Regions from separate parts of the Mus musculus genome. Here regions 2, 3, 4, 5 and 6 are each linked to region 1. The links are chromatin contacts, called in public promoter capture Hi-C maps. All regions are on one chromosome and are shown on one strand. The core of a region is the stretch at or near the end of the contact, and the rest is flanking DNA. Distances in the headings are between cores, read along the strand shown.

What was found. Promoter capture Hi-C pulls out the DNA fragments that hold promoters and counts their contacts.
Region 2: a promoter capture Hi-C map of the HPC-7 cell line shows a contact between it and region 1, with 5 times the contacts expected there. The contact joins the promoter of Soat2 here to the promoter of Krt80 in region 1. A contact is called at or near these places in 7 of 39 promoter capture datasets (the 3T3-L1 cell line, the C10 cell line, the HPC-7 cell line and 2 more) and 3 of 115 datasets of contacts at active chromatin or transcription factors (CD8 T cells, acute myeloid leukemia and pancreatic cancer cells).
Region 3: a promoter capture Hi-C map of the HPC-7 cell line shows a contact between it and region 1, with 6 times the contacts expected there. The contact joins the promoter of Tns2 here to the promoter of Krt80 in region 1. A contact is called at or near these places in 8 of 39 promoter capture datasets (the 3T3-L1 cell line, the C10 cell line, the HPC-7 cell line and 4 more), 1 of 484 Hi-C or Micro-C datasets (muscle stem cells), 3 of 115 datasets of contacts at active chromatin or transcription factors (the 3134 cell line, embryonic forebrain and pancreatic cancer cells) and 2 of 9 other capture datasets (embryonic stem cells and liver).
Region 4: a promoter capture Hi-C map of second pharyngeal arch cranial neural crest shows a contact between it and region 1, with 8 times the contacts expected there. The contact joins the promoter of Krt8 here to the promoter of Krt80 in region 1. A contact is called at or near these places in 12 of 39 promoter capture datasets (the HPC-7 cell line, HPC-7-derived erythroid cells, the SN4741 cell line and 8 more), 6 of 115 datasets of contacts at active chromatin or transcription factors (acute myeloid leukemia, double positive thymocytes, embryonic stem cells and 3 more) and 2 of 9 other capture datasets (adipose tissue and embryonic stem cells).
Region 5: a promoter capture Hi-C map of liver shows a contact between it and region 1, with 4 times the contacts expected there. The contact joins the promoter of Slc4a8 here to the promoter of Krt80 in region 1. A contact is called at or near these places in 4 of 39 promoter capture datasets (liver, pre-B cells and stem cell-derived epiblast-like cells) and 1 of 115 datasets of contacts at active chromatin or transcription factors (pancreatic cancer cells).
Region 6: a contact with region 1 is called in a promoter capture Hi-C map of embryonic stem cells, with 9 times the contacts expected there. The contact joins the promoter of Krt79 here to the promoter of Krt80 in region 1. A contact is called at or near these places in 13 of 39 promoter capture datasets (the SN4741 cell line, cranial neural crest, embryonic stem cells and 6 more), 1 of 15 datasets of contacts at CTCF or cohesin (the NIH/3T3 cell line), 1 of 484 Hi-C or Micro-C datasets (nephron progenitors), 5 of 115 datasets of contacts at active chromatin or transcription factors (embryonic basal ganglia, embryonic stem cells, pancreatic cancer cells and 1 more) and 3 of 9 other capture datasets (adipose tissue, embryonic stem cells and liver).

The regions. Positions count from the first base shown.
Region 1 is chr15:101,367,846-101,372,017 of GRCm38.p6, forward strand. It overlaps Krt80 (keratin 80), which reads right to left and starts at 2,317. Exons shown (of 9, transcript NM_028770.3): 1 at 1,910-2,317. The coding sequence starts at 2,209. The region is part of intron 1 of Gm35853 (a long non-coding RNA gene); the gene reads left to right. Mir1941 (microRNA 1941) reads left to right here and starts at 1,507; the gene lies at 1,507-1,589.
Region 2 is chr15:102,148,249-102,152,420 of GRCm38.p6, forward strand. It overlaps Soat2 (sterol O-acyltransferase 2), which reads left to right and starts at 2,327. Exons shown (of 15, transcript NM_146064.1): 1 at 2,327-2,464; 2 at 2,858-2,913. The coding sequence starts at 2,386. It overlaps Igfbp6 (insulin-like growth factor binding protein 6), which reads left to right. Exons shown (of 4, transcript NM_008344.3): 4 at 932-1,264. The coding sequence ends at 1,054.
Region 3 is chr15:102,101,177-102,105,348 of GRCm38.p6, forward strand. It overlaps Tns2 (tensin 2), which reads left to right and starts at 1,758. Exons shown (of 29, transcript NM_153533.3): 1 at 1,758-1,985; 2 at 3,354-3,462; 3 at 4,163-4,172. The coding sequence starts at 1,911.
Region 4 is chr15:102,002,272-102,006,443 of GRCm38.p6, forward strand. It overlaps Krt8 (keratin 8), which reads right to left and starts at 2,071. Exons shown (of 9, transcript NM_031170.2): 1 at 1,627-2,071. The coding sequence starts at 1,968. Gm36026 (a long non-coding RNA gene) reads left to right here and starts at 3,872. Exons shown (of 2, transcript XR_875678.2): 1 at 3,872-4,172.
Region 5 is chr15:100,759,485-100,763,656 of GRCm38.p6, forward strand. It overlaps Slc4a8 (solute carrier family 4 (anion exchanger), member 8), which reads left to right and starts at 2,263. Exons shown (of 25, transcript NM_021530.2): 1 at 2,263-2,490. The coding sequence starts at 2,446. Gm52175 (a long non-coding RNA gene) reads right to left here. Exons shown (of 3, transcript XR_003951485.1): 3 at 3,205-3,442.
Region 6 is chr15:101,938,608-101,942,779 of GRCm38.p6, forward strand. Krt79 (keratin 79) reads right to left here and starts at 1,717. Exons shown (of 9, transcript NM_146063.1): 1 at 1,140-1,717. The coding sequence starts at 1,607.

The sequences.
Region 1 (4,172 bases), core at 1,067-3,566:
ATTTGATTGAGAAACCCATTACATGGATGTGCACTGAGGCCCAGAGAGGTTCAGCAGGTTGCCTGCAGTTACACAGCAGACTGGTGGTGGGTCCAGGGTTCAAACTCAGAAATAGGGTTCTAATACTTTTTTAGTCCCTTGGGGTCTCCCAAGCCTCTGCTTAGCACAGGGCTGGAACCCATAGTTCCCTGTACCCTACAGTGATGGGCACCCCACCTCAAGGCCAACTTTGAGAGCTAGGAAGCTTGAGTTCTGCTAAGGACCTTCAAGGACCCTAACTGTGAGGGCTCCTTCCCTGGGCCCACACCCACGGTTCCCACCCGGTGCCCATGGCAGTGGCACAGAGTGACATCAGCATTGGCAATCGTTCGAAGGAGAGAAAAGCCACCCATGGGAGCCAAATTACATAGTTCAGCGAAGCACTCCTTTTAAGGGATTAGCCAGGCTTGTCAAGGAGGCACCTCTGCAGGGCCTACCTCTCAGGCCGTGGGTTCCATCTGCAGCTGTGGAAAGGTCTTCTTGCTCCTCCCCCAATGTGGGCATCTTGGATGTAAATGAGGAGACTCTGAACTAGTCAGAAGAGGCAGGGAAAGACACCATTTCTGCCTCAGATCTCTCTCTCTCTCTGTCTCTGTCTATCTGTCTGTCTGTCTGTCTGTCTGTCTGTCTGTCTGTCTGTCTGTCATACACACATACACATCATACACATCATACACACACAGACCTGAGTTTAAATATAAACCGTATCAGTTGTTGGCTCTGTGACTCTGGGCAATGCAATGAGTCTCTCTGGTCCTATTGCCTCATCTGCACAGCTGGGAAAACAACGTTTGTAGTGATGTTAGTTAGCACTGGCCCACCGCCGCCTTGCTACGTTCCTGTGGCATTCAGGCATCCAGGCCACACGTGGCACTCTCTTCTCACTGCCTGTCTGTCTGTACACCCCCACAGCTCAGGACCCCAGAAATGTGCAAGGGTTTGCAGACTCAGAAACCAAGAGGCAGATAAGGACTGGCCAGGGTTCCCTGTTCTGCGCAAAGTCATGAGATGTCTTTCTTTACAGTTAAGGGGATTTGAGGTGAACCTGTGAGGTGCCCTGTGGTGCCTAGCACACCAGTGTGTAGTTCAGTCAGTGCGGCTCTGACACAGGAGGAAGCAGGGCTGGGAGGATTGTTCACAGAGGCTTCTTGGAGTGGTTGAGTGGGCACAGGCTTGGAAGGTAGACAGGACTTCCTGAAGCCCTAGGCTAGCTGCAGGCAGTGAGTCTAGGAAGTGTGGGGGCCATGTTGTTAGGGGCCTGTTCCTTCCACCTAGGTGAGTGCAAAGCAGGCCAACTGTTGGCTGCTGGCTGGATTCTGACACAGTCCTCTACATTCCTTTCTCCTGACAAGCCAAAGTTGCGTCTTTACTCATACAAACTCCATGGCAGCCTCCTTCTGCCCCCGCTCCCACCCCCACCCCTTTGGACCTGCCAGAACAGTGGCTCTACGGATGAATGGGGAAAGCCAGCAGGGTGGGAGGGAGATGCTGGTACAGAGGCTTGGGGTTTTGAGGGCATCTTAGCAGTATCTCCCATCCACCCACCTGGGCAGAAGTCAGCAGGCCACACCTCCATAGGCCATCCCGAGAAGCACCCCTTGACTGTTACAGGGGTACACGGAGCCCTCCCATCCCCAGCCAGGTAGTGCACCCTTATCCAGTACCCCGCAGAGTCACCCTGAAGTTCCTTTCACCCCAGACACCAGGATGTATCAGGTTTCCCTAACCCATCTCTGCAGGTTTAGCCATGCTGCATCCCCATTGGCTGGGATCAGGGGCGGGGCATGACCGATGCTCAGGGAACCACCAGCCAGGTCACCTGGAAAGCCTGGGGCCCTTCTGTTTTGGTGCCCTCTCCCACTTAGCTCACCTTGCCAATCAGGGAGGCAAATTTATCATTGAGAGCCTTCATCTCCTCCTTTTCTTGATTCTTCTGCTGTTGAACAGCTGGATCCACCTTGAGGTCCAGAGGCACCAGCAGGCTGGGGTTCACAGTCACCTTGGGGATGGTGCCAGCTGGCCTGCAGCTTGTGAGGCTTCGAGAGCTGAAGCCAGGCCCAGGGAGCCCACAGCTGCCCCATCCTGAGGTCCCAGGCTGGGGACTGCCCGCAGGGGTCATCTCACAGCCGCTGAGGCTGCTGAAGCCAACGACGCAGGAGCGGTAGGCCATGGTGGCCCCCCTGGGCCTGGGAGCCGGAGGGCTCACCAGTGAGCTAGGGAGATTTGGAGTTGGTGGCTGGCAGCCGCCTCCTGTCACATCCAGGGCCGGCTGGGGACTGAGGCGAAAACACCTGTTGCATAGTGTTCATTAGCTACAGGAGGGCGGGACTCCTCCAAGCCAGACCAACCTGTTAGTTAGATGATGTGGCTCCCGCCCTCCCCGTACCACAGCTTTCTGTCTGCCCTACAGGGGCTCTGCCTTGTTGAAGGGGCTTGTCACAGTCCCCTGCAAGAGGGGCCTGACTGAGGAGGGGGCCTGCGGCCGGGCTGGCTGGGTGGGGCAGGGTGGGGCCGGGTGGTCAGTGCCAAGAAGGCGAAGTTCTGAAGGAAGGAGCAGGGAGAAAGGCGGGCAGCCAGCCACAGATCACGCTGCATACCGAAAGGCTGACGTATCTGGGCTCGCATACTTCTGGAAAAGATGAAGCAAGTGTAGCCCTGAGCTCCAAGGGTGATGACTGCCCTGGGCGCCATGCCAGGCTGTTGTTGGAAAACAGCCCCCTTATTATTTATCTTATCCATCTGTCAGTGTCCCCTGCTAATTTCCCATTCCCTCTTGCCCTCTCTCCCTTACTGAGGACCAGCCGAGTGCACCCCACTGACTCAAGGCCTGCAGGAAGCACATGACCGAGGCCTAGAGCTCTTGGTTTTTGAAACGTGACGTGACATTGGGTTGCGTGCGGAGTCAGCTTGGTTGTTCCCACTGGTAGAAAACCTCAATTATGTGGCTGTATTTTACCCTCATCTGAAAAATGGGCTTAAGATTTCAGTCACAAGCAGAGTAGAGGACCCACTCCAAACAGCTGGCCTGGGTTCAGAGTCCTCTCCCCCCCCCCCCCCCCCCCCCCCGCTCCAGGGGCCAAGAGGGTCTCTGATTGGCTGTAGTTCTGCCTCCAGGTGTCCAGCTCCTTGCCCTGCCTTCTCCTTCACTCTTCTTCCCGTTCCTCCTCCATGGCTACCCGTACAGCTTCTACCTTCTTCATGGAAAATCTGGTACGGAAACAGGCATCAAGGTGCCCAAGGAATTTCTGGAAACTACAAAGGTTCTCAGCCCAGTGCTCAGCCAGGGCCTGCTCTTCCTTATCCAGAGATGGCCTCTTCTTACCCACCCTGCTAGGTCCAGCATAATCTCCCTGAGCTCAGAGAAGGGTGTGTCTGTAAAAACCAAGGGGACTCGGCCTTTGAGGGGACCGAGGCAGTCACACATTTTAACCAGGCATGATGGTTGAGCCACATGACCTACACCTGCCTGGGGTCCAGGCCTGGTTCCCATGAATGGGCACTTCTGGTTCACTTGGATACAGAATTCTGCATCAGGAGTCTGTCTGGATCCTGGATTCCAGGATCTACCGTGGGTAATTGGGTTCCCAGGACAATGTATGCCCTACTTCTGTGGCATGCTATATGTACCCCACTCAGCAGCCTGGTGTGTCTGGTATGGCCGCCCCAACCTCCCACCGTCTTCTTCTGGTATCTGAATGGCATGCTGTCAGATCTAGTGGCATACCCTTCCTGGTCAGCCCAGAGTGCTCTGAGGGGGCAGCCAGTGGCATCTGCGCTTGGTACGGCCTGAGTGTTCTCTCTGTCCTTACCATTGCCTCCATTTAAGGCATATGCCAAATGAATTCACTGTCCTCAGTACAGAGGGTGGGGTGGCGTGCCTGGTCTCAGGGCACTGGTTGTTTATGGTGACTTTGGAAGCCACCGGAAGGGCGGGGGACCAAGAACGAAGCTGGTTTTGTCTCCTTATTGTTTGCTTTGGTCAGGTCGGTTCCTCTTAACGCTCAGTTCAGCCTGTCACGTCCCACTGAATTTGACAGGTTCTTGGTAAGTCACAGTCAGTGGTCACTCCCAGCCGACATGGAGGCCTTTGTCTCTGGGGGCTTTCCTTAGGGATGCTCTTGACTCCCTAGAAG
Region 2 (4,172 bases), core at 1,077-3,576, 780 kb after region 1:
GTGCAAGCTCTGTGCGCGGCAGTGAGGAAGGGTACTTGATGCAAAGCTGCAAAAAGGATGCTGGTTCTGCTGGAGCATGTCTCCAAAAACAACAGCCAGGTGGTGGAGAGAGGCAGGTGGATCTCTGTGAGTTCGAGGCCAGCCTGGTCTATGTAGTGAGTTCCAGGACAGCCGGAGCTACACAGAGAAACCCTGTCTGGAAAAACCAAAACCAGCCAAACAGCAACCAAAAAAAGGATGGATACACACACACACACACACACACACACAAAACTATTTCTTCCAATTTTAAGACCCACATAGATATGAAAAACATCAGGAAGATTGTAACTTCAAGACTTGCCTAGGCTACAAGTGAAGGGCTGGTAGGAAGACAGAGGGCTGGAGATTTCCACAGGAGATCTTTCCATGGACTTGAGGAAGCCTGGACCAGGCAGGCTCCTAGAATTCTGAGTGAGTTCAAGTCCAGCCTGGGAAATTTCACGAGCCTCTGTCTCAAAACAAAATGTAAAATGAAAAGAAGTTTATAGCTCGTTGGCAAAGCTCTGCTTAGCAGTACTGTGGGCTCCATCTCTAGCGTGATCTGAAAGAAAAACAAAGGCCAACAATTGCAATGGGAGACTTAAAGTCTCTTCTAGGATAAGGCCTTGTGGTGGCCTCAAATGGGAGCCCTGGGGAATCACCTGGAGGCGTCTGAGCTGGTGCTGGTGGAGCCCCTTCTGCATTTTGTGACTCAGTAGGTCTGGGCTAGCCTGTGAACACAAGTTTCTAACATAAGTGATGTTGGGCTGTTGACAGAAACTGCATTTTGAAAGCTATTGCTCTGGCCTAGCAGAGTGGGCCCTATTCAGTAGGTAAAGCAACTAAGAGCTCTCAGATGCTTTCCTGCTCAAAGCCTGGACCTCACCCTGACCTGCACCTCTCTCCCCAGTGTCGTTCCTCGCAGGGGAATCGCCGTGGCCCCTGCTGGTGTGTGGATCCGATGGGCCAGCCTTTGCCAGTGTCTCCAGATGGTCAAGGAAGCACTCAGTGCTCTGCCAGGAGCAGTGGGTGAAGCCCCGAGGGAGCCTCCAGGACGCCAGCAGGAACAGGGGGCTGTCATTTGAGCTGTATGTGAAGCAATGAATAACTCTGTGCCCCAAGACCCACCTTCACGCCCCACCCCATTGTCCCTGTCACCCTTGGGCCTTTACACAGCTAGTTAGAAAGATTGCTGTTGGCTTGTGTACTAATAAAACAGTATTGGGGGGGTGTCTCTGGCTTACGTCTCTGCGTCTGTCTCATTCAGATCTGGGGCCTCGTGCTCACTGTCTCCCATTGGTCATAGTGTTTCTACCTTCCCTGCAGAGCACAGCCAGCCTCTTCCATTGCCCTTGGAATACAGTAGACTGCCACTGCCACAGGCAGCAAGCCCTTTCTTTATCCTCACCCGGATACCCACCCGGAGCTCCCTTGTGGGACTGACTGAGATCCTGGCCTCAGTCCGAGATCACAGTGATTACAATCTTGCTTCTATCACTGACCTCTGGACTGATGGAGGAGGAGGATTAATAGTTAATCCCCAGCAGGAATTTGCCAAAGTGGAACTCCCAAGGCACTCACCTGCCCTACTGCCTACCAGAAAGAAACAAATGTGCTCAGGCTCTGTATGGTTTATCCAGACTACCTCCAGACTACCTTATTTGTGCTGGCAATCACCTGATGACGTAGGGACATTTTGTCCCATAATTTTTTTTTTTTTTCAGAAGAAGCTTAAAAAGTTTGGTCCACTTTCCTGAAGTTACATAGGTAGGCAAGGCAACCCCTGGCGCTATTTACTGTTGAATAAGTGTGTGTCTGCCCTTTCTGCTTATGTGGTAACCCAAGGTGTAGGGAAGAGCTGACACTGAGGGGCCTCGACCATCACACATGACACAAATAGAGCTCCTGACAAAAATATTGTTGCACACACATGTCACTACAGGCCTCATCCTGTGCCCTCAGAAAAATGACTACAAGGTACACGAAGATGTTTCTGGTCCCTCCCTGACCTTCAGTCTTGGTAGAGAGAGCCAGGAAGAGCCAAGCTATGTGATAAGCCTCGGGGAAGCAAAGTCCCCCTCACAACCTGATGCACAGACTCACTCCCGAAAGTGAAATAGCAATAGCGTGAAGCTGATCATAGTGGTTGTGGTGAGAGAGCTGTGAAAGCCACAGGCAGGGCCAGAGTATGAGAAACACTGCCTGCAGATAACCTATCTAACCCTCAACGGGGCTCCGGAAAGGACTTTAGTCCCTGGAGTTGTCAGATCTCTGAGTGGGACACAAGCTCTGTAGGTAGATTGAGAAAGAAAGAAAGGAAGAAGACAGACAACAGCTGTGTGCTGTCCGCTCTACACTGGCACCATGCAGCCAAAGGTGCCCCAGCTTCGGAGGAGAGAAGGGCTGGGAGAGGAGCAGGAGAAGGGAGCCCGTGGAGGAGAAGGTGAGCCGCCCTCCCATCCCCCACGCTCCAGACACTCAGGCGGGCCTGAGATGGGTGTGTGTAAGAGCTAGCCGCTAAGGCCACTTCCTTTCCTCTGGCTGTTCTGGGAAGCCAGAGAAGGCAGTTTCTGCCCTTTTCCCCCCAGCACGCGGACTGGCAATGGAGAAATGTTCAGAGCGTGGTTTGGCCTTCATTAGGGGTGAATGGAGTACTTCCTTGTTTTGGGTCCCCTGTTTCCAGCAATTGCATCAGGCTCTTTCTCGCCACTGTGTGTGTCACTTCCCTGGCTAGTGGCTCTACCCACGATTCTAAATATTGACTGGGAACGGAGGCTGTGAGCACACAGAACACCTAACTCCTCCCTAGTGAGTCCCCTTTGGTTCTTCCTCCTAGGGAACGCAAGGACACACGGAACCCCAGACTTGGTGCAATGGACTCGACATATGGAGGTGAGGGATCACGGCAGTCATAAAGGACAGGCTGGGGATGTGGCTAAACTTGTAGAGTGCCAATCTACCTGATGCGCAGCACCACATAAAACTGGTGTGATGGCAACTGGTGTGATGGCAACTGGTGTGATGGCATACAGCTGTAATCCTAGCACTTGGGAAGTAGAGACCAGGTGATCCGTAGTTTGAGGTCACCCTTGGCCACACAATAACATCCAAACCAGATTGGGCTACAGAAAACCCTGTCTAAGAAATAAAAAGTAGCCAAGGCAGTTGTGGTACATGCCTTTAATCCTAGCACTTGGGAGACAGAGGCAGGCCTGGTCTACAGAGTGAGTTCCAGGACAGCCAGGGCGACACAGAGAAACCCTGTCTCAACAAACAAACAAACAAACAAACCCCCCCAATCATTATTTATCTAAGATTTATTTATTTATTTATTTATTTATTTATTTATTTATTTAATGTATATGATACACTGTAGCTGTCTTCAGACACACCAGAAGAGGGCATCAGATTCCATTACAGATGGTTGTGAGCCACTGCTGGGAATTGAACTCAGGACCTCTGGAAGAGCAGTCAGTGCTCTTAACCACTGAGCCATCTCTCTAGCCCTATTATTATTATTATTATTATTAGTAGTAGTAGTAGTAGTAGTACTGTGTCTATGTGTGTCTGTCTGTGTGTGTCTGTGCATTCCTCTGTGTGCATCTGTGTATCTCTCTGCGTGTGTGTGTGTGTGTCTGTGTGTATATGTCTGTGTGTGTCTGTATGCGTGTATCTGTCTCTGTGTGTGTCTGTATGTGTGTATCTGTCTGTGTGTGTGTATGTCTGTGTGTATCTGTGTGTCTGTATATGTCTGTGTAATTTTTAGAAGTCAGCTCTCTCCTTCCACTGTGAGTTCATGATCAAAATCAAGTCACAAGGTTTACATAGTAAATTATTTTACCCACTGGAATATCTTAGCAGCCGCAGCTTTTGTATAAATATTCAAAAACCTCACTTAAATTGTCTGGTAACATTGTTTGGATAATGCCAACCTAGATTTCTTTCCCCTATCCACAATTTTTTTTCAATTTTTATTAGATATTTTTTCATTTACATTTCAGATGCTATCCTGAAAGTCCCCTATACCCTCCCCCTGCCCTGCTCCCCCACCCACCCACTCCCACTTCTTGGCCCTGGCGTTCCCCACACACACACACTTAAGATAAATAATCTGTTAGGTTTGCTTACAACTATAAATTAAAAAGAACTGG
Region 3 (4,172 bases), core at 508-3,007, 730 kb after region 1:
GGGTGGGTGGAGGGGTTTCTCCAAACAAACCCAAGGCTTCAGAGTGAGAGGGGGCCCGGCTGGGGAGAATCAAAAGAGCTCTGGAATATTCCAGGCAGGAGGTGGGAGGTGAGGATCTGGTAATGCTGCCATTCCTCAGGCACTGTTTGCCCTCAGCTACTTTCAGAAATACTCCACACTCCCTGCGGTGGGGACGCGCAGAGCCAACTAGACACTTAACTTTCTAGATCTAGGTGGGCAGTGTAAGTTCAGTGAGGGCAGAGGCTGTTTGGGAACCTGTTCCAGAGGAAAAGACTTTCAGTCCCACCAGAGGTTGCAGATGTAGGCCCATGTACCATAGGAGCAGAGGGGAAAAAAAATTGATCAGGGGAGGCGCTGCAGTGATCCATCTTCCCCAGCAGGGCTGGGTGCGGAATCAGGACAGCCCCGGTTGCCCACCTGGCCATCGGCCTGGAATGTCCTGGGACACAGCCAGAACTCAGGTGGGGATTGCAGAGCCAGGGGCCCTCTCCAGTTACAGCACGGTGCCCCACCCCTTGCCACTCACAGGGCCTTCTAGCCAGGGTACACTGGCAACGATGGGCTTCCTAGAGAACAGGCATGCAGCGGGAAGAGGCCTCAGACTCTTCAGTCTGACAGGTCTTCTGAAGGATCCCTGGGGAGGACTAGAGCAGCCCTTCATCTGTCAGATGGGCGTGAGGCAGAAAGAGGAGAGTCCTGTGGGACCCTGCAAGAGGTGCCAGAACTGGAGGAGTTGCACTGGGACATTCAGTAAATACCATGCAAATGAGGGTGACACGGTGTACATTCTTTCAAATGACAGCTAGCTACAGCATTCCAAAGGCTGCTGTCTAGAGCTTGGGCTGGGAACCCCCAGGCTGTTGACCCTTGTTGTAGGAAGGTTGTTCCATCCTTTCCAAGGGCCCCATACACCTCCTTCCCTTGACTCCTGGGACAGGAAGTTGGCCCTATTCCCAGGAGGGAAGCAGGAGGCCCTAGAGAGGGTGGAGTATGTGTTGGGAGGGGGCCTCCTGTCCAGTCCTCGGGTCCAGTGACAGCCACAGAGGAAGGAGAGACAGGCCAGAAGAGCCATGAAGGTAGCGCTCAGATTCTGGTGGGCGGGTGGGGTCCCCAGTAGAACCTCAGGTGCAGGATCTGGGAGCTAAGCCAGGAACTGTGGGTTGTATCTGGAGAGGAGCAGCTGGGGTGTTCAGGAGGAACCTCCAGTGCTTTGGGTTACAGCAAGATGGACCATTCCTGTAAGCCCTTAGCCCTTCCCGCTGGAACTTGGCGTTGAGGAGGGTACTATAAGATCCTTCTCCCGTCTGACAGGGAAGTTAGCCCTCATCCCTAACTTTCTTTCACCCTGAGGATGTGGAGTGCTGGGCTGTCAGGGGTACTGGTTCCCAGCAACACTCCCTTCCCACAGGAAATCCCAAGGGAGCATGAGGGTTCAGGCTAGAGACTGGCCGGGGACACAGTGTTCTCCACTGGCCCTTGAGCCCTGCCCTGAGACCTGAATTCCCACCCTGTGCCACTGGCTGATTCCAGGGCTGGATCTCAGGACTGCAGACCCCCTGCACACAGTGGCCCACTGGGTGGGAGGCAGCTCCAGAGATGGGGAGAGCCAGAGATCTTAGGCTGACACTCCCAGCAGGGTAGATCCTGGGAATCTGATCTCCTGGCCTCCCCCACATCCTCCCCCACCCCACTTCCTGGAGCAGCGACCTGCCCCCTTCCCGCCTGCACTTCCCTCCACTTCCAGGGCCAGGCTTCTCCACACACCAGCCAGACAGCCTCCCCTCCACCCAAGGGAAGCGGCTGCCTCGGCAGGCTGCTTCCAGGAAGCCCCAGGCCAGGCCCCAGCATTGTTCAGGCCCTGCAGCCAAGAGTCCAGCCAGCCAGACACCATGAAGTCCAGCGGCCCTGTGGAAAGGTTGCTCAGAGCCCTGGGGAGGAGGGACAGCAGCCGGGCCACCAGCAGGGTAGGAGTGCCCACCAGCTGGGCAAAGGTGGGGCAGGGTGGAGGTGCGGACAAGGCGGGAGGGCCAGGATTCAGGCCAGACCAGACCCTCTTCCTAGTTTCAGCCTCTTCTCCTGGCTGGCTCAGCATCCCCCTCCTCTTTCTTTCGCCTGACCCCCTGAGGTGGCTAGGGTAGGGTAGCAGTGTGATTCTAGCATCTGTTTTGACTTCTCTGTGTATTTCCTGGCTTGAGCCTGGATAGGCCCCGAGGGTTCAGCTAAGAGCTCAAGCCCTGACCTCCGGGGGAAGCTTGAGGGAAAAGGTATGGGAAGAAGGCAATGAGGGAAGGGAGGGTGCCTTCTACTGACGTCATCTGCACACGACGTCATCATCCACAAGTGCGTCCAAGTGTCCTGGTGGGTCTCGCCCCCAGTCGTTAAGGGACCAACGCTGCTCCCATGTTATTCTCCTCTTCACACTACGGTGGGCAGATCCAGGGAGAGGAGGGGACAGCGGGAGCTTGAACACACAGCGGTGAAGAATGTGCAGTGGAGTGGTGGGAGGAGTGAGGGAGATTGTCCACAGACTCTAGATAGGAGGGATGAACTGGGGTGGGAGGGGTCAGAACTGCAGTGAAAACTTGCAGTGAGTAGGGACTAAGGGGGACCTGGACAACTGGTGGCAGCCCAGCCAGCCACTGACCTCACTACCTCTGGGTGGGGAGGGGGCATCCGGAGAACCTGGCCACCCCTGTCATAACATGCAGAGGCAGCGAGGCAGCTGCCTGTGTGTCCCCACTGCTATTCCTCCTTCCGAGCGAACGTCTTAGACAATTGCTGCCTGCCGCCTCAGTGCACAGAGAGTAAACATGTTGTTCTGACCGTGGGGGAGGGGGTCATATTAGCTGCCTGGAGCTTGGGGACACTGAGAGCCAGGGGCTCAGAACTGGCTGCAGTCAGTCTGGGTATTATGTGATAGTGCTTGTGTGTCCTGGCCGTCAGCTCACAGTATACAAGCCTCTTGTGGGGAGGGCAAGATGGGAGGAGAGTCAGACCCCCCACTCTGCCAAGATTCAGAAAGCCCTCACATTGGAAGTGGGGGTGTGTGTGACAAGGACATCACATAGCTCCGCCACGTGAGAAGTCCTGAGTGAACCCTTAGGGAGGAGTTGACCCAGCCAAGGTGACGCAAGGGGTCACATTCCAAGCCCTGTAGAGGACAGGCCTCATGACTACCCTGAAACAGCTGTGGCCAAGTGTGCCTTAGAGTTCACAGACTTTTGGCTGGAAGAGAGGGAAGCAGCATCGCTCTAAGGAAAGGTCCCTGCCCAGCCTTGGAGATGAGCCCACTAGGAACACATACCCCTATTTGTCTGTCATCCCACCCGCAGCCGAGGAAAGCAGAACCACACAGCTTCCGGGAGAAGGTTTTCCGGAAGAAAACTCCAGTGTGTGCAGTGTGTAAGGTGACCATCGATGGGACCGGTGTCTCCTGCCGAGGTGAGGTGGTGCTCTTGGTGCCTGAGCCCTCCAGGCAGCACTTCTGTGTGGCTCAGGCTCTAGAGACAGGCAAATTCAGAAACAAATGCCCTCACTCTTCTTGACACCCACCTTGCCACAGCCCAGGAGATTTGTGACTCTACCACCTTCCCATCCTTACCTGTGACTAGGGTCTTCCCTTCCTCTTGCTCCTCCTCCTCTTCTTCTTCCTCCTCCTCTTTTTCTTCTTCCTCCTCTTCTTTTTCCTCCTTTTTCCTTTTCCTCCTCCTTTTCCTCTTCTTCCTCTTCCTCTTCCTTCTCTTTTTCCTCTTCTTCCTCCTCTTTTTCCTCTTCTTCCTCCTCCTCTTTTTCCTCTTCTGCCTCCTCCTCTTTTTCCTCTTCCTCCCCTTTCTCTTCCTCCTCATCTTCCTGTTCCTCTTCTTCTTCCTCATCCTTTTCTTCTTCCTCCTCTTCTTCCTCCTACTGTTCTTCCTCCTCTTCCTCTTTCCCCTCCTCACCTCTATTCATCCTAGACCCCAACCCCCGGCCCTCTTCCCTTACTCCAGAGCAGAACCTGTTGATAACCAGCTCTGTTCTTCAACTCCTAGTAACCTAGTGTACCAGGGTCCCAGAGCTGGCTTCTAAGGCCTGTGGGGCTGGAGCACAGTTATTTTGACTATTCCCGTAAGCCTCTGCTAACCTCTACCCTTTCTCTCTCTAGTCTGCAAGGT
Region 4 (4,172 bases), core at 821-3,320, 630 kb after region 1:
AGGGCCCACTTTTAGCAGAAGATGAAGCAAGAGAGCAGGCAGGTACGTCTCCTTCCATCCTTCCCACCCTGTTGGAGCAGCCTTGGAGACCCCTTAGCCTTGGGAGTCCCACGACCCTCTTCCCACTTGTCCACAACCAACCCCGCCCTCCCTGCCCCCTTCACATCTTAGAGCGCACAATCCAAGACGTGGTACAGGGAAAAGCCTTTTGTAAGGATAATAGCCTGACTGCTCCATAGGAGCAAAATGCACTTCACACTCTCAGGCCGGAGCGCTAACTTTTTAAACTGGGGGGAAACTAGAAAGCCATCCTGTGGGAACAATCGGATTACCTTCCCACAACCCACACTATAAATCCTTTCTTCCCCGTAATTACAATAATAATAATAATAATAATAATAACCCAAGTAATCCATTCTAATGGAATGCTGAATTCGGGCCAGGTGCTGCTAAAGCTCGTCACACTTTGAGCTGAACAGGCAGAGAAACTGATTTGGGGCCTGTCGTGTCCATTTTACAGAAGAGGAAGTCAAACTTGACAAGATGGCCCATTGGAGGAAATTGCCGGGCCCTGTAACCACAAGGCACATGCCATGTCTGAGCCAACTGCTCTCCATCAGGATTCTAGGGGGAGTTAGGGACCGGACCGTTGGAGCTAGTAAACCCTTGTGAAGAAGAGGCAGACGCTCCTGGGGCGTCCTGTGATTCCACAGGCTCAGCCCCGTGTTTTCCCTCCTCCCGTTCCCACACCGCCTCTCAGGAGCCAGTCAGCAAAAAAGGGCCAATCGTCCCGGGGCCACGAAGGCCACTGTGCCACAGGACTGCAAAACCTGGCCTGGCTTTCGGCTTGCAAAGGAACCAGGCAGTTGGGGCGGAGCCACCGTAGAAAGAGTGAAAGGGGTACAAGGGCCAAGCTCGCAGAGGGGCGTGGGTAGGCCGACGCTATCTGAGGCCATAAACTCCGGTCTTAACAGGTCGTGAAACAGGAGCGGAGTGTCCAACGCCCGCAGACTTTGAATCTCGCACGGGCCTTCCCGAGGCGGAGCCCTGAGACTCACCCTCCCCTCCACCCCACCCCACTCCTGGTGGAAGGGCAGACCCAAGACCTCCGCCCTGGCTCTACAGCGGCCCCGCCCACTGGAGCAGGGCAGGGGCCGAGCAGTGACTCAGCCTGGAGCCCCCACTCTCTAGCCTTGGGCACCAAAGACCTCCATATGCGTTTGTCGGGTTCAATCAAGACACCTGAAACCTTCTAAAATCCTTACACCGCCCTCCATTATTTAACAGGAAGATAGAAAAATACACAATGCACGGGGCACCATGAGGAAACCTTGGGGCAGTTGGGGGCGGGGGGGCGAGGGGGCGTCCCCGCCACCAGAGAGCAAAGCCACAGGGAAGGGACCAGGCCCTCCAGTGAATGGGAAGGTGCTCCAAGATTTAGTCACAAGCACTTCAGACCCTCTGGGCCCAAGCCAAAGGGTATGAGAGAAGTAGAAGAGAGTGTGGCCAGAATGGGTGGGTCCCAACAGGAGCTCATGGGGGGTGCGAGGAGAGATGTACGCATCTCTGTGTCAGCAGAAGAAAGAGCGAGCGCAGGACGGTTAGTCGGGAAGAGAGGGGTCTCACCTTGTCAATGAAGGAGGCGAACTTGTTGTTCAGGGATTTAATCTGCTCCTTCTCCTGAGTGCGCACAGCCTGGATGTTGGGGTCCACCTCCAGCTTCAAGGGGCTCAACAGGCTCTGGTTCACCGTGACGGCTGTGATGCCCCCGACACCAGCCCCGCCAAAGCCGCCCAGACCCACGCCGGTGCCCATGCTTCCCCGGAAGCTGCTGCTGCTGCTGCCCACCCGGGAAAAGCTGGAAGAGCTGATGCGGGCACCGGGTCCACTCGTGAACGAGCGGCTGCTGAAGGCCCGGGGACCGGAGGTGGACATCTTGTAGGATTTCTGAGTCACCCTGATGGACATGGTGAAGTCTGGAGCGAAGGCAGTGAGCTGAAGACGGAGGTTCGAGAGCGAGCTAAGCAGCTGCTTCTAGACGGTGGGACAGCGCCCAGCGAAGGCCCTTTATAAAAGAAGAGGCCAGCCCCAGGGGAGGGAAAAGGGCCTCTTACCTGAGTGGCTAGACACTAGAGGGCAGGGCCTAACCCAACGTCTGCAACCTCCAGACGGGACTCAGGTGAGGGCAGCAGAGAGCTGTTCCCACCCGGGATCCCTCTCCAGCCCCACCCTAAAAATCCAGGAGAGAGCAATTGATCCCTGTGAAGGCAGGAAGTGAGCCTGGGATCTCTGACCTAAGCTGTCTTATCTCCTGCCCTCCTGTGAGAACTACTTGGGCTGAAAGGGTTCCCAGGCATTTTAGTTTAAAACACTGGGTCTCAACTCAACACAGGCAAGCTACTAGAACTCACTAGAAGTTGAAACTCAAGGAAGGTCGGAAGGGCCCTTCCTCGGGAGTCACGTAACAGATATGCTGTAGGTTCTCCACCAGTGGGTTGCAATCCCTCTAGGGATAGAGCTATGTTTTCCCAGAGGTGACATATCAAATATCCTGTGGTTCAGAATCTTGGGGGGGGGGGGTCACAACCCCTTTGGGGGTATAAGTACCCTGAAGCCTAACCAAAGCCGGCACCGGCCTTTACCAGCCAGCACTAGGACTGAGGGTGTGCCTCATCCACCACATCTCTGGCTGGTCTCTCCTAATACCTCCAAGAGACCTCCTTTAGGTGGAGCTGGCCAGGCTGACCAGCAGGGCCCTTTCGTTCCCAAGCTCCTGTTTGCTTTGTCTGCCCAGGTTACAGCTAACACCACTACCCCACCCCGCTACCTGTGCAGCATCCTGCACCCATAGGCTGGCAAAGGGGGGTGGGAAGGTAGGTAGATATTTGAGGAATGAATGAAACACAGGCTTCTAGCTGTCTTCTCTCTTGTGCAAGGTAAAGAGAAATCAAACGCAGCTCTTCTCTCTGGACACAGCACAGTATTCTCCTTTCCTACCCAGACCCGAGAGAATTCCCCAGACCAGACAGAGGCCTCGAGGAATAACAAAGACTGAGGGACAGAGGCCAAGGCAGAAAAGGGAGACCCCAGAGAATAGAGGCACAGGGGCTTTGTTGCAATCGCTTCTTTGGAGACACCTTCCCCAGGCTGCCAGGGCAGTGACTCATGGTGCCTTGGAACGGGATGGCCCTGCTGGTGGTGACTCATTCTCCAGCCACCTGGACCCTTCTCCTCTGCCCCCGGCCCCAGGCTGGCCAGATGTGATGAGGATAGTACCCTGTCTCCCTGCACCTGTCTCTCTGAACTCATTATCCCATTATCAGAGTGAGTCAGGAGAACAAGCTGGGGCACAGCCTGCACCTGTGAGAGGTTGGAGACTGGGGAGCAGAGCAAGGCCCTCCAGGCCTGGGTGGAGCAAGCAGGCAAGAGGTTTGGGTCCCCAAGGCAAAGATTCCACCTGCAATTAAATTACCTGATGGGTTGGGCTCTCTGGAAGGCACTTCAGGGTGTGATGTGGGGATTGGGTGGATCTCAATTAAGGAAACCAATAGATGACAGATATCCAAATTCCCTGGGGAACTGGGCGGTAGCAGACACCACCCCATAGCCAGGGAAAAGAGTAAGCACCTACTAAGAGAACTGTCTATGGATTCCGCCCCCCTAGGAGAAACACCCAGGACTGCTCTATGGGCACATATAGGCAAAGGGACAGAGACCCAGGATGGGCACATATATGTTCCTGCCAAAAGGGACAGAGACCCAGAAAGTCACCCCTAGAGACACACAGACATGTTCCTTCCCTACACGGCACACCTCTCTCCCTCTTTGTCTGAGAAGCCACCCCTACCTGTGTGTGTGTGTGTGTGTGTGTGTGTGTGTGTCTGTCTGTCTGTCTGTCTGTCTGTCTGTCTGTCTGAGGACACTTCCAGAAAGACCAATCTAGAAATCCCCAAGGATTGCACAGAGACCATATTCCTTCCTTGCCTGTCTTTTGCTAGGAGTCCCCAGCCTTGGGCTTCCAGCATGCTAGGAAAAGGGAAATCCTATTTACACCAGGCCCTCTCACATCCCCCTCAGTCAACACTCCGTTTTCAGGTGAAAATCAATTTAGGTGTGTGTTTATCACCCCCTCTCTAACACAGGCCCACACCCAGCAAGATTGGAGATTTTTT
Region 5 (4,172 bases), core at 1,013-3,512, 610 kb before region 1:
ACTGGAGATGTTTGCTCTCTTCACCCTGGCAGGTGTGTGCGCACACGCACAAGCCGTGCTGTGCACATGGAGGTCTGAGGTCAGCTTGCAAGAGTGGGTTTCTTTTTACATCGTGTAGGTCCTGGGGGATCAGATTCGGATAATGAAGCTTGGTGATGAGTGGTGTCACCTGCTGAGCCATTTCGCTGAACCTCAATACATGTATAAATAGATTGAAATAAACATACATATATTTGCAATCTTCTAGATGCCTAGCAACCTCTGAAGCTATGTGGAGTACAAAGGCATAGAAAGAAAAAACGTTGTGAGATGATAACCAGGCAAGGTTCCTTTTATAGATGATCAAAAATAATGATGTGAGTGATGGCTGGAGAGATGGCTCTGGGGTTATGAGCACTGACTGCTCTTCCAGAGGTCCTGAGTTCAAATCCAAGCAACCACACGGTGGCTCACAACCACCTGTAATGGGATCTGATGCCCTCTTCTGGTGTGTGTCTGAAGACAGCGACAGTGTAATCACATACTTAAATCTTATTTAAAAAATGATGTGCATGCATGCACATGCGTGTGTGAGTGTGTACATGTGCACATTTATGTGTGTACTCATGTATAAGTATGCATGTGGAGGCCAGAGTTTGATGGCAGACACCTTCCTCAATAGCTCTCCACTATTGTTGTTGTTGTTGTTGTTGTTGTTGTTGTTGTTGTGTTGTTTCAAGACAGGGTTTCTCTGTGTAGCCCTGGCTGTCCTGGAACTCACTTTGTAGACCAGGCTGCCTCAAACTCAGAAACCCGCCTGTCTCTGCCTCCCAAGTGCTGGGATTAAAGGTGTGTGCCACCACTGCGAGGCTATTTTTTTTTTTTTCTAATGTGCATTGGTGTTCTGCCTGCATCTATGTCTGTGTGCTACATTTATTTCTTGCACCTGAGGAGCTCAGAAGAGATGAAAAAATTCCCTGGGACTGGCATTCTGGATGGTTATGAGCCTCCATGGAGGACCCGGAACCCAACCCAGGTCCTCTAGAACAGCAACAAGTTCCCTTAGCTGCTGAGCTGTCTCTCCAGCACTCTCTGACAGAATCTCCCACCAAGTCTGCAGCTCATCATGGATTGGTTGAGACTGAGGCTGGCTGGCAAGCTCCGGGGACTCTGCCGTCTCTACCTTCCCCAGCACTGAGATCACAAGCTTTTGCCTCCAGACCCAGTTTTCCTAGGTGCTGCGGATTGAACTCTGCTCCTCACACTTATATGGTAAGAACTTTTTAGACCGAGCCATTTCCCCAGCTCCAGAGACATTAAGGCCCAATCTTGTTTCTTATTTTGATTACAGTGTGTACTGATGATATGTGGAGATTGAAAAAAAATATTTTTGTGTGAGATAAGGTCTAACCAGGAAGTCTAGGCAGGCTTGAACTTGCTGCTATCCTGCCTCAGCCTCCTGAGGGCTAGATGAGCCTGCACCACCATAAGGGTTGAACTTTGACATGTACTGGGTCATGCTCCTTTCTGCAGTTTTGGCAGAGGCTGAGATTGATTGCCACGATCCCTTTCCCCTCAATGGCTTGGACTCACCTCCACTCTCAGGAGACAGAAGACAAAGGCCCCTTTCTTTCTCTCAAGCTACGGATGGTTAACCTACTCTGTTTCCTTTTAAACTCAGATCAAGTCGAATGCCTTACTCCTCACTTTCCAACCTCGCCTCAGATCGGTTAGTTCCGCTGCTGAACAATAATTCGTCTTACAGTATGTCTTTTGGACACGTTGAAATCACCCTCAGCTCAACCCCCACTGTCTGCTGTCAGTCTTAGACTGGGGAGACCCGAGTCTCAGCCTCTTTGACTGCTTCCTGTCTGCTGCTCTCTAACGCTCTTCAATCTGGCCACTAACTCAAGGGTTAAAAGTAATTTTAGAAGGCTCTCTCTTCTCATTACTTCCTCCTGCCATCTTGGTTTCGGAGGGAAATTTTCTATTAATTTAAAACCCATCTTCCGAGGAATAAAATCAGAACAGGTAAACCTGACACTTTCCCAAGAGTCAGGTGCAGCTGCAAACAGAGGCAGGGATTTTCAGTTCCTAGCAAGCAGTAGGAAGGACCTCGGAGCCCGGAGGCCCCCTAAGGGGGGAGGCGGTTTCTAAGGCAACCGGCGCGGGGAGGGGGTTGGCTCTCTGGCGCCCTCCTCCCTTCTTCCTGGTAGCCCAGGGTACCGCCGGACAGCGTCCTCCCGTGCTCCGCGCGCTGATTGGCTGCTCGGGGCGCCCTCTGATTGGCTGCTGCGGGCGCCTCGCGGGCTGATGGCTATGAAGGTGGCGCCGGTTGATGGTTGACCGATCCTTGGATCCAGGGTAGGGGTCGCTGCGCGTGCGATCGTCTCACACTGGACTACAGGGCGCGGACTGCTGCAGCTCAACCTGGAACCTACCGGCGAGACCAGGCTCCGCCCGGCCATGCCCGCCGGGAGCAACGAGCCGGACGGCGTCCTCAGCTATCAGGTGGGCCCCGCCTCCCGCTCCTCCCCGGCTCAGCCTCGGTGTTCTGCCCACCGCCCCGCTCCTGCCCCAGCCGGGGTTCCAGGCGTGTCCCCGAGGGCAGGGGGGAGGCCCGCACGGGACGCCAGGGGGCGCTCCGGGTGGCCGGGGAGGGTGACCTTGGGCCGAGCCCGGAGCCGCCGGCACTGCAGCATCCCCTGCGTCGCCGGCTGCCCGGTGTCCCGGAGCAGTGACCTCTGTCCGCGGGTCCCGGTTGGCGGCCCACACCGGCTTCTGGCCTTGCCTAGTTATGCTGTAGGTGGACGAGAGGGAATCCAGGGACCTTGCGCGGGTCTTTGTGTTTTGACTCTGTTTCCTCAGTGACTCAGAGGAAACCTTGCAAAGACCGGGAGGCTGGGAACAGCCCTGAGAATGTAGCCGGCTTTGTGGATCCCTCCGTGCTGCCCAGACAGCTGACAAGTTCTGGGTATGGATGCACATGAACCAGGGGAGCCGTGAGGTGTCAACAGCGCCGACACCACCAGCCTTACCTAGAACAACAGGGGCGGCTAATGTTAGGAAGCATTGGACTAGGTGTGAAGGGTCAGTGGGTACAGGTTCCAACCTGCTTCTCATAGGCTTCGCGATCTGAGTAAGCTACCTGTCTCTTGGAACCTCGGTTTCCCCATCTATTAAAATGGAAATATGTGTACGGTTTACTTCACAAGGCTGTTTTAAGGACTCCGTGAAACACAGTTTATTGTGTGATATCCAGTGAGTAGTAGCTTTTTGAATTCTCACACCGGCTTTCTTGTGAAACCCGATCAGGTGTGGTTACTGCTGTGCCAAGAGGGTTTGAAGGAGGGAAGGGAGCTGAGCCGGAGACTAGTACCGAAGCAGGAAGGGTGGCGGGTCTTGGAAGCAAATGCCATGTTGACATCAGGAGTGGGTTCTGGGAGGAGGCATGGAGAACTTCCTGCATGTGGTGAATGAAGTGGGCATGACACACCCTGCCCCTCTTCCCGGCAAGTAGCCTTTGCTTGCCAGTCACAAAAATAGATCTAAGATCTTGGAAAACCTTTCCCCATCTGATCTTATGACATGCTATGTTATAGTCAACCTTTGTTTGGGAGACAGTGAGCAAAAATAGGCCATGCTCTTGCCTCTTCCAGCTGGTAGAAAAGGAGAATTAGCGTTTTTGTTTGTTTGGTTGGTTGGTTTTTTTGCCTTTGGCGGTTCTGGGGATGGACTGCCTTCTACTTGCTATGCAAAGGCTCTACCACTGAGCCATACCCTGGCTAGAAGTAAGAATTGTGTGTGGATGCCTGTGTGTGTGTGTGTGTGTGTGCCCGAGCACTCATGTGGTGGCTGGCCAGAGTTTGATATCTGGTATTCACCTTATTTATTCATACATGTTCTTACACTGAACATCAGCTGGCCATGAGCCCTTGGGATCAGCCTATGGTGAGGTCCTCTCACCCGCCCCGAATGCTGGTATGCTTTAACACGGGTCCTGGGAGTCTGGATTCAGGTCTTCATGCCAGAACAAACACTCTACCTTCCCTGCTTCCCAAAGTCAACCAAACAAAACACTGTAGTCCTAGTCCTCCTGAGGCAGGAGGATTGTGTGTTTGAGGTCAGCATAGACTACATCATGAGACCCTGTTTCAAAAAAAAAAAAAAAAAAAAACAACCCAAAACCAAAC
Region 6 (4,172 bases), core at 467-2,966, 570 kb after region 1:
TAAAATAAATAGCATTGGAGAAACAGAGCTAGAGGTGGATCACTAGTTAAGAGTACTGGCTGCTCTTCCATCGGATCGAGATTCAATTTCCAGCACCCACAGCAGCTCACAAAAGAACCAAGAGTCACTAGGGAAAAGGGCAAGAGGTAGGTGACACAACTTCCCTAACCCTCTGCCACCCAGTCCCTCCAGGTGCCACCTCCACAGCACCCCAGGCCTAGTCACTTGGCCAGGAGCCCTGTTGCAGGTACACCTCAGTGCCCAGGACTGTGGAACTCTGCAGCCTTCTTCACAGTTATGCCTCATATACCAGTGCAATCCTGAGCAAGTCTCAGGACCACTTTATGCCTTAGTTTTCATAGTGTAAAAATGGGCAAAGCCTCGCCTACCCAGGCTCTTCATGGAACCCTAAGGGTGACACACGAGAAAGGAGGTAGGGCCCTTCTGTGTTAAAAGTTCAAATCATGGAGTTATGCCTCAGCCTGATCTCGCAGCCTAGGCGCAGAGCCAAGGTACACAGTGCTGAAGGAATGGAGCAAGAAATGAGAGAGGTGGTAGCAGAGTGATCCCAGTCACCCTGTAGGTGAGACGGGGATCCAGAACACTCCCAGAGTGTTCAAACTGTAGGGTGGCCACCCTCCTCGTGGTAGCCGGAAGGGGGAACCAGGCAAGGGAGGGCAAAGGGCTTCCTCTTGCCCTCCAGGTTCTCAATGTGCCTGACCCCGAGGCTTCTTCAGCTGGAGAGGACAGACAGAATTCCAAGGCTTCAACCTTGGATGGTTTGTGGAATTCCTGAGCCGTGCACTGTTGCCCACAGCTATAAAATGACTCAAGTCATCAAAGGCCAACTCCCTGACAGGAACACTGAGGACCACACATCTTTTAATAATGGGGTAAGGCTAATGCTTAGCGGTATAGGAAAGGCTCCAACACAGGTGGGCTGGGCCTCTCATTCACAGAAGGAACCCCGGCCAGCAGGTTTTAGCCCCAACCTCCGACAGGCAGAAACCACCGTCTCTGTTCATCACCCCACCCTGCACATCTAGAGCACATGGTAAAAACTGCCTTTGCCCAGACCACCCCCCATTAGAGGTTCAGCTTCCACCCCACTCCACCTCACCCCGGTTTTGCCCACCCACCTTATCAATAAAGGAGGCAAACTTGTTGTTGAGGGTCTTGATCTGCTCGCGCTCCTGGGTGCGCACCCGCTGAATCTCGGGGTCTATCTCCACATTGAGAGGCGTCAGCAGGCTCTGGTTGACAGTGACTTCCTGGATGCCCCCGGGAGGACAGACTGGCCCAAATGTCTGCCTGCTAGCCCCTAGGCCCACATAGGCCCCACTGCCAAAGCCTCCTAGTGCCCGGCCAGAGGAGGCCCCACAAGCCATGCTGACGGAGATATTCTTGCCTCCCAAGTTGTAGAGGCTCCGGCTGCCAAAGCCCCCGGAGCTGGACCCAGAGCGGACCCCACCGCCACCGCCGCTCCCCCTGGACATAGTCACTGAGCTGTAGCTGGTTCGCATCCGACTCCCACCACCTCCGCTGGCTGAGTTAGAGCTGAAGCCTCCTTTAGTGGAGAAAGTCTGCCTGGACAAAGAGGACCGCATGATTGTCAGCGAGAAAGCAGCTGAGAGCAGGAGGGAATCAGCCGGAGTGAGCTACTGAGCCACCAAACACCTTTTTATCTTTTCCCAGCTGGGCTGGCCCTGGGTTCCATGCACTCCAGCTGTGATTACCACAGGTGAGAGGGAGGGGCCGGGGGGGGGGGGAATCTCCTCTCCCCCAGGATGTGGGAGGGCCTCGCCCAGCCATCACTGAGACTGAAGTGCTGCTCCTGAGCAGAGACTACTTGAGATGGGAAGCACCCCACCCCCACTCCCCCCACTCCCACCCCACCCCACCCCGTAAGCCCTCCTCACTTGGAACAGGATGATAGGGCTCCTACAGCTACCCTCACCACCCAGTGGCTGGCTTGGTCTCCTCCTACGCAGCCCTGATGGCCTGCTGTCAATGGGGCTCTGTTTTGTGGGGTTTGTCCCAGGGCCTTGTGGTAAGCCAAGGCCCCAGGGCCCAGTGCTGTGCAGGTGGCAAGGGAAGGTGCATTGGGCAACGGGTTGTAGAGAGGGTGCCCAGGCCTGCTCCAGTCCCACCCTCCCAGCCCACAGCCTCCTGTCTCTTGGCAGGTCCAGCGTGGGGGGCACAGGTGACAGTGCAGGGGTGGAGCAGCTACTCTTCTGTCTACACTGGCAGGTGTCTGCTGGGTGGGAACCCTGTGTGGGGTAAAGAGGATCCAAGGAAGAAAGGAGGGTCCCTGCCCAGCCATAGGCCTGGCTGAGCACACAATGTGGGCTGGATGGCTTTGACTCTAACTAGACATAGCAGAGCACACCTATATCCCAGCACCCTAGGGGTGAAGGTGGGAGGGTCAAAAGTTCAAGGTCACCCAGCCTCAAAACCAAAAAAAATGAATAAATAAAAGGACAAAGAAAGAAAAGGAATGCCCTGTCACCACAGGCAGGGTGTCAAAGCTTAGGAACCCAACTGCTTTTCCTGGGGCTGGAACTGTGGCCACCCCTAAGCTCTTCCTTGGTGGACCTTTCCCAGTGGGGCCCAGACATTTTGGAATACTGAAAATGCACATGTATCCAAGAAGCCCCAAGTGTCTCATGCTGTACCCCCATAACCTTCTCCTTTCCTGACCACAAGGACTCCACCTGCTCAATTCAGAAGAACAGGACACTCCTGATCACTTCACACCGGCCTCCACTCTCTTCCCAGTCAGGCTTCTAGAACCAAGCACAGCCCAAGCAGAGCTGGAGAGACTTCAGGTACAGGATCACAGATAGTGGGAGAAGACCTTGAGACTGCTCCCCACACCCCCTCGCCTCTCCATCATTCAGCAAGCAGAGGGCAAAGGGGCAGAGACTGGGTTGAGGCAAAGATGGAGCAGTGTTGGCTCTGCCAGGCTAAAGCTCGGATCCCAAAAGAGATGCAGAAGACCCCGGTGAGGATGGTGGCTTCTAGGCTCCAAAGGAAGCTGGGAATCTTTCCCTGGGGCCACTGGGATATTCAAGAGGCTCCTGTTCACTTGAAGCATTGAACCCAGCTCCTAGCAGTCGCAAAGAGCCACAGAAGTAGCCCCTTAATGCCACCAAGACTCCTTGGAGTTAAGGACACCAGGCATCTGGGAGAGCTGGTCTGAAAGACCAGTTCTCAGTGACCTGTGTGCCTTTGGGACACTCTCCACCTCTCTGAACCTCATCTAAGCATAACCCACCATAGAAGTCCTTCGGGAAAACAATGCCCTTGGAATGAGCCATCGTCTCCCACCAACCAACCTCCGTCTCCTTTCCCCAGGCTGAGAACACTTTCTCAGGCTCCCTTATCTCTGCCTGGCAGCGTGGGAGAAGAGATAGCTGTGAGTGAGGCCTGGCCTCCAGACTGCTGCCATGGTCCTCTGGGCAGGAAGATGATGTCAGGCAGTGCTGTGAGTCACTGTGTGGCTGGGCTGGTGGGAGTGGGAGTCAAACTGTAAATATAAACATACCCCGCCTCAGAGACTAGCATTCAGGCATGCGATTCATGTGTGCACCTCCTGAACATGCTCTGTGTGCCAGGCTCTACCCTGGGAGCTAGGGAGCTAGCGGCAGATGCCTGTGCAGCCCAGGCGCACTCTTGGGAGATGGGGTTGTTACTCACAGACAGCCTTCCCTACCCAGCCAGACGGACCGCCTCAGGCAGGGTCCTGCGAGGTCACTTTGCCTCCTTGGCCATTTGTAGCTTGTAGCTCTGGCTGTTTTGAGACGTCAAACTGGATCGGGTTTTTTTTTGGAAGTCTTTTTGCAGAACACGCACATACCCTGACTTTATGTAGACCAAACTAGCCTTAAACACTCTGTGTAGCCAAAGACAACATTAAACTCCCGATCCTCCTACTTCTACCTTCCAAGCACTGAAGTGACACCCATGAGCCACCATACCTGGCTTTTTGAATCTTTCCAGAGGAAACCCCATACCTTTGTAACTAGTGGAGTTTATAGGAATAATTATAAACAGAACAGGAGCAAAGATTATAAAGATCGATGAATCAAGCGATCAGCCCTCCAGAGGTCTCCTGCTAAGACCAGGATGCTAGAGCAGCTCTGGGAAACAGAAGAGCAATTAAATGGCTA